Linked DNA regions of Oryctolagus cuniculus: region 2 is linked to region 1. Evidence: chromatin contacts called from public Micro-C data. All regions are on one chromosome and are shown on one strand. Each heading gives the region's core, a stretch centred on a gene start, on an enhancer-like site or on the middle of the called end of the contact. The rest is flanking DNA. Distances are from core to core; before and after follow the strand shown. Region 1 holds the start of RMND5A (required for meiotic nuclear division 5 homolog A). Region 2 holds the start of CHMP3 (charged multivesicular body protein 3).

The links. Hi-C and Micro-C count contacts between places; a contact is called where the count stands out from the background.
Region 2: a contact with region 1 is called in a Micro-C map of ear pinna, with 7 times the contacts expected there. The contact joins the promoter of CHMP3 here to the promoter of RMND5A in region 1. A contact is called at or near these places in 2 of 6 Hi-C or Micro-C datasets (ear pinna and an unstated tissue).

Annotation. Positions count from the first base shown.
Region 1 is chr2:116,049,697-116,053,040 of mOryCun1.1, forward strand. It overlaps RMND5A (required for meiotic nuclear division 5 homolog A), which reads right to left and starts at 1,350. Exons shown (of 9, transcript XM_017340241.3): 1 at 594-1,350. The coding sequence starts at 735. It also overlaps the pseudogene LOC127490298.
Region 2 is chr2:116,184,102-116,187,317 of mOryCun1.1, forward strand. CHMP3 (charged multivesicular body protein 3) reads left to right here and starts at 1,727. Exons shown (of 6, transcript XM_051842695.2): 1 at 1,727-1,868. The coding sequence starts at 1,854.

The DNA of each region.
Region 1 (3,344 bases), core at 100-2,599:
ATCATCTAGACACAGCACGGAGCCGAACTGTACAAACCCGAGCCGGCAACGCGGGCAGCTCCCCACTCCACCGTGCGCCTGCTCCCTGGGCCTCGGGAGAGGCTGCACCGGAGGGCGGCAGAGTCGGAAGTCGCCGGAGCGGCTGTCCCAGTAACCCACCGCCAAGAATAACGCTCGACTCCCCTGCTCCCACCCCCCACCCCCTAAAAAAGGCCAGGAAAGAAAAGTGCCGCGGCCAAAGATCTGGGTCCGGTAGACCAAGGGGCTTCCCATACCGACCCCCCAGTCCCTCGGACTCTCGGGGACAGCCCGCGCGGCCACGTGAGCCCCCCGGGGCCGGGGGCCGGGGGAGCCCGGCAGTTTGCAGGTGCGGCGGAGGCCGCCCACCCACGCTTCCAGCCCGCCCGACCCGGCTCTCATTCCGGGGTCGCGGCAGAGTCGAGGTGAACCGAGAAACAAGAGCAGCAAAGTCCCGGTGCTGGGCATCCCTGCGCCCCCCGCAGCCGGGCCGGGCCTGAGCCTGAGGGTGGGTGAGGGGCTCCGCCGCGAGGCTGGCTGGGCCCTGCCCCGCGCGCCCACCCGCGCCGCCCTACCGTGGCTCTGCAGGATCTCGTGCTTGAGGCCACCCGTGTAGTCGATGAGCTCCTCCAGGCCGCGCTCGCACAGCTGCCCGTAGCCGGAGAACTTGTGCAGCACCTTCTCCAGCTCGCGCTCCACCGTCACGCACTGATCCATGCCGGAGGCGGCGGCGCTCGGCTCGCCGGCGCCTGGCAGTCCGCAGCCGTCCGGCCCGGGCCCCGCCGAGGCCGCGTCCCGCTCCTCGTCCCCCAGGCAGGCGGCCGAGACGGCGGGCGCGCTAGCCGCGGCGCCGGGGGAGCCCCGCGCAGCCCGCGCCCGCCTGCCCCATGGCCCCCGGGTCCCCCAGGCGCGTCGCCGCCGCCGCTGCCGCCCGCTCGCCCGCTCGGACCGCCGCTCGCCGCGTTCGGCTGCCCGCGGCGGCGCCGCCGATTGTTTTTGTTTTCACGGGAACCGACCGATGACCTGGTTCTCCCGGGCGACACCAAGCGCCGCCGACTGCGGGGGGGGGGGATCAGCCACCCCAGCTAGGGAGAGAGGCGGCGCGGGCCGTACCAAGCGCACCCTCGGGGGAGGGAGAATAAGCCTGGAGAGCGTGGGCGGAGGAGCGCGACGAGTGTCCGCTCACGCCGCCGCTAATAAAGGTGTGGGCCGGACCACGCAGACAAGCGGGCGAGAGCGAGGGCGAGGGCTAGGGCGAGGCAAGAACCCAATTGGTCTGAGGAGCTAAATAGAGAACTTTAGACACAGCCCCTACGCGCAGGGAGCGCTACAACTACGCGCTCCGTAAACAAGGGGGTGGAAACCGTTCCTAACCACCCCGCCCAGAAACGAGGAAAACCAGCCAATGGGGCTCGGGGACTATGTAAGAAGTCAGCTTCCTCCAATCTCTGACCGGGGCGTAAGCCTTCAGCCAATCCAGGACGGGGGTCCAAACCAATAGGCTCGCTGTTGGAGGGGGAGACTTGGAGACAGGAGCGAGTGAGGCCAATCGTTTCCGGAAAGCCATAGGGGGTTGGGATGTATGTGTGTGTGTGTGTGTGTGGGAATAGGACGAAAATAAAAACGGTCGTTTTCCGTAGGGCCTCGTCCCAGCCACAGTTCTTGTTATAGCCTTGAAGGGAAAAGTGGGTCCGACGCTCCGAAGTTTTGAGTAGACGGGCCCATCTCCCCGGAAGGAAAGCGGAGTCGGGCCGCCCGGGCGGAGAGGCGCGGCGGGCGGGGGCGGTTCTCCCGGCGCGTACCCGCCGGCGCGCTCCCCACACCCCGCGGGGCGGCGACCTCTGGGCCCTGTCCTCTCCTGACCGGTGGGGACGAGAGCACGCGCCGGGGAGCTGGACTGCCCGCCGGAAGGGCGGCTTCGTCCCCGCACGCCCCTGCCCGCTGTGCGCCGCCGGCCTCGGCCTGTCTCGCCTGACGCCCCGAGCTGCGGCGCCGACCTTTGCGGCCTCGAGCGAGCGCAGCCGGCCGCGTGCCGCCGCCTCGGGCGGAGGACTCCGGCGCCCGGTTCGTCTTCGGGGCCTCCCGTGACCGCGCGGAGTCCCGCAGCCTTTGGCTTCCCGCGCGGCTCTGTCCTGTCACGACTTTGTCATGTTCGCGCCACTTAGCAACGTCCGCTGGGATTTGTTTGACTTTGTTGTCTGCACCACTTCAGAAAAACCGTGAAGGCTTTTTTTTTAATAGCCTTTTGAGTTTCAGTTTCCTTTATTTTTTTTTTAATAATTGGAGTTAATAGCACGTCATTGGTAGTTAGACTAGATAATACGCGTAAGTGCTTGCAATGGGCCGGTGATGGTGGCCGGCGGCCTTAGGGTAATCCAGCTGATGCTATTCTCATCTCTTCCTCCCCACCCACCCCGTTTCTGCCTTCTGCCCTCTTTTCTTAACAGATGGCCCTGATCCCTGTTTAACAGAAAAACACCCAACGCCAGGAATCTCCGTCACTCAGTATTTCTGTCTCCCATGGCTGTTGTGAACCTCAGACGCCCAAAGGAGCGAAAGTGCTTCCTCTCCGAGACAGCCCCTGGAGCCTGCGGGCTTCCTCGGACCCGGGGCCAGGTGCCCAGGTCTTGCCCCCTCCCCCGTTCTTCCTTCCTAAGGGCCGTGAGGGGAGCTGAGTTTCCCCCTCGATGTGTCTCTCTTCCTCCGTTCTTCCATGCTTGTTCCTCCCTTTGCTAAGCTCACTCACGTTTTGTTTTTTGTCTTCAAGGAGTTGTCATCACTGAAGGAAGTAGCCCCTGTGAGGAACTGAACATAATGCCCGGCACAGGTAAGAGCCATTGTTTCCTGTCCACTGATCGGTGTCTGGTTGCCTACAGCTTCGGGTCCTACCTCGGCCGGGCGCTTCGCCCCGTGTAGTGTCCCAGCACCACCTGCCACCTCCCTGCCAAGCTCCTTGTCGTTCCCCCTGGGGACTGAGGACAGCTCCTTCGCCTGTGTGCTCCTGAAATGCTTTTGGTTACTGTCGGCTTTTCAGAGCCTCTCTTTGTTCCCACGGCGTGAGTCCTGCTTTAACTATTGACACTTTTCTGTAACCTAGGCCCACCTATGCAGTACTGCCTTGTATACCCAAGTTGATTGTTAGCTCCCAGATCTGGGCCGGCTCCTTTTTCTTTGCCATAATTTAATCAGTCTAGGAAAAAATGTGTTCTGAGTATTTGCTAAAGGAATGAGAATAAACAAATTAGGGAAGAAGAGGCTTCAGCTTTAGCCAAGAGGAGAAAAAATAGTACTTGGAAGAAACTCTGATGTTCTGTTGACTTTGTACG
Region 2 (3,216 bases), core at 477-2,976, 130 kb after region 1:
TGTATATATATCCAAAGGAAATGAAATCAGTCTGTTGAAGAGACATTTGACTCCTATTTGTTTTTAAAGGTTTATTTATAAGAGAGTTAGAGAGAGAGAGACAGAGAGTGAGGTCTTCCATCCTCTGGTTCACTCCCCAAAATGGTTGCAAAGGTCAGGGCTGGGTCAGGCCAAAGCCAGGAGCCAGGAGCTTCATTCAGGTCTCCCATGTGGTTGCAGGGGCCCAAGCACTTAGGCCATCTTCCGTTGTTTTCCCAGGGGCATTAGCAGGGAGCTGGATCAGAAGTGGAGCAGCTGGGACCTGAACGCACATGGGGTGCTGGTGCTGCGGGAGGAGACTGAACCTACACCATAGCGCACCCCACTCCCATGTTTATCACGGCACTATTCACAATAGCCAAGACGTGAGATCAACCCAGGTGTACATCAATGGACAGAGGAATAAAGGAAAATGTGGTGTATATACATGCACAATGAAATATTATTCCATGATAAAAAGAAGGAAGTCCTGTCATTTGAAGCAACATGAATGGAACTGAAGGACATTAAGTTAAGTGAAATAAGTCAGGTACACAAATGCAAGTAGCACATGTTCTCACTTATCCATGGGTGTTAAGTTGATCTCATTGAGGCTGACATGCTGCGGCAGGTTAAGCTGCCGCCTGCAATGCCAGCATCCCATATTTGAGTCCCAGCTGTTCTTCTTCCAGTCAGCTCCCTGCTAATGTACCTCAGAAGGCAATGGAAGATGGCCCAAATGCTTGGGCCCCCGCCACCCACATGGGAGACCTGGATGGAGTTCCAGGCTCCTGGCTTCAGCTCGGACCAGCCCGTGGCCGTTGCAGCCATTTGGGGAGTGAACCAGAGATGGAAGATGTCTCCCTCTCTCTGTCACTGTGCCTTTCAAATGCATAAATCTTAAAGGAAAAAAAAAATCTCATAGCAGCAGAGAGTAGACTATCGAGTGGTTACAGACCCTGGAAAAGGTGTGGGCATGGGCAGAATGGAGAGAGGATGGGTAGAAGTACAGGGTACAGTAGGTTAGGAGGAATAACTTCTAATACTAGAGAACTTTTAATAGTTGTATAGCATTACAGGATAACTATGGTTGACAATAATTGTTTATCTGAAAATGGGAACAAGGGTTTTGAATGTTACCAAGGTAAAGAAATTACAAATACCTGAGTGAAAGGTACACTAATTACCCTGTTCTGATCATCAAGATCTATATACATGTATTCAAATGTCATATAGAGGGGGCGGTGCTGTGCCGAGCAGGTAAAGCTGCTGCCTGCAGTGCAGGCATCCCATGTCGGCACCAGTTCGAGTCCCAGCTGCTCCACTTCCAATCCAGCTCCCTGCTATGGCCTGGGAAAGAAGTAGAAAATGACCCAAGTCATTGGGCCCTTGCACCTGTGTGGGAGACCTGGAAGAAGCTCCTGGCTCCCGGCTTCGGATCGGCGCAGCTCTGGCTGTTGCAGCCATCTGGAGAGTGAACCAACCGATGGAAGACCTCTCTCTCTGCCTCTCTGTAACTCTTTCAAATAAATAAATAAATATTTTTTAAAAATTCATGCTAGATCCTGCAAATATGTGCAATTTATGTCAGCTAAAAATAAAATTCATCTTTTAAGATCGCTGAAGTTTTCAAAGCGTACCACTTTGCCTTCCCACCAGAGACGGGAGCATGGTCCCCTCCTACCATCCCCTGACGTAATGCCGGGAACCTCCAGCTCACTGTGTAGGTTCCATCTGAGATCGCCCCAGCAAAAATGCGTCTAGTCCTCTGCAGCCAGTTCCTTTAAGAATCCGGTTAAGGTCCCCGCCAGAGTGCAGTGCAGGACGACACATGCATGGACAAATGCCAGGTGGGAATCAGCCACTTTGGACGCGGCGGTGGCCTGGACAGAAGCGGCCACAGTTGGGATGGGAGGGAGAGGGCTCAAGTCTGGACCCATGGAGAAGTCGGGCTGGGTAAGGTAAGAGGGAGAAAGACGCTGCGGCCCAGGTTTTAGTGACCAGGGGGTGGTGGCGCCAAGAGAAGGGAGGCGCAGGTCTGGGGAAGAAATCTGTTTCCAGCTTGTCGCTCTTGACCTGCCTACAGCACACAGACGGGAAGCCATTTGGAAAGTGACTGTAAATGTGCTCGACCGGTGGAGTCAGACTTCTGGCGCAACAAAGAGGTGTACGTGTGCGGTCAGCATCAGCTGTAACCACCAAGTGCCGGCAACACACTTGATCTTAGCCAAAAGGCCGAGAAGCGATGAAGCGTAGTGAACAAATCTGTGTCTTACAGGGAAAAATATTTTCACAAGGCCCAGGTCCTCCCAGAGCATGCGCAATGGCGCCACTCCGACTCAACGTTTCCCCGACCCCGAGACTCAGTGCTGCGCATGCGTGAGGTGCACATGCGCCACACCCACCGCCGCCGCTCCCTTCTCCGGGCGTCAGCGCTCCTTCTCGGCCGGCCCCGCCCTGGAGGCTGCCCGTGACCTGCCCAGGCGCAGGGAACGGAAAGCCGGAAGGGGCAAGACGAGTTCCGTTCGCCATGGGGCTGTTTGGGAAAACCCAGGAGAAGCCGCCCAAAGAACTGGTAAGGGCTACGGCGGCGGCAGAAGAGTGGGTGGCTTTGCGTGGGGCACAGTGGAGTTGGCGAACGGCCGGACACTTTCCTCCCTCGGCTGCCCAGGGGCTGCCCGGCCCCCATTTCCGGGGCCTCCCACTCGACCGAGGGGGCCGATGGAAGAGTCTCTAAGGAGGCGGCGGTGGGGAGAGGCAGCTTTTGGCATCTGGGCGCCTGCCCCCCACGCAGCGAGGGCTGGGTTAAGGGTTCCTCGACCTCGCCACGGGGCGCGGAGGCAGCGGCGCAGCCCTGGCCTCGAAGTCCTTCCCCCATGTCCGCGATGGTACGTCCCTCCCGGAACCTTTCCCCGCAGGGCCCGCCCCCTCGCGCCGTCCTGAGGGGCTCCCCGGCCCGGACTGTGGTGCAGCGGTTCGGCGCCCACCGCGTTGTTTCCTCTTTGCTCTGTCGTGCGTCCTTACACCGACCCCAGATACACGTTAGTTAGAACGGGGAGCCTGCCTAGAGCAATGTTCCTGGGGATGGCTCGGGACCTAGCCGCGAACTCGGGCTGCCTGTTAGAGGGGATGGTGTCTGGAGGTGAGCGGTTCGGGGCGTCCTGCAGAGTCAGCCTGCGCCCCCACACCTCAGCCCTG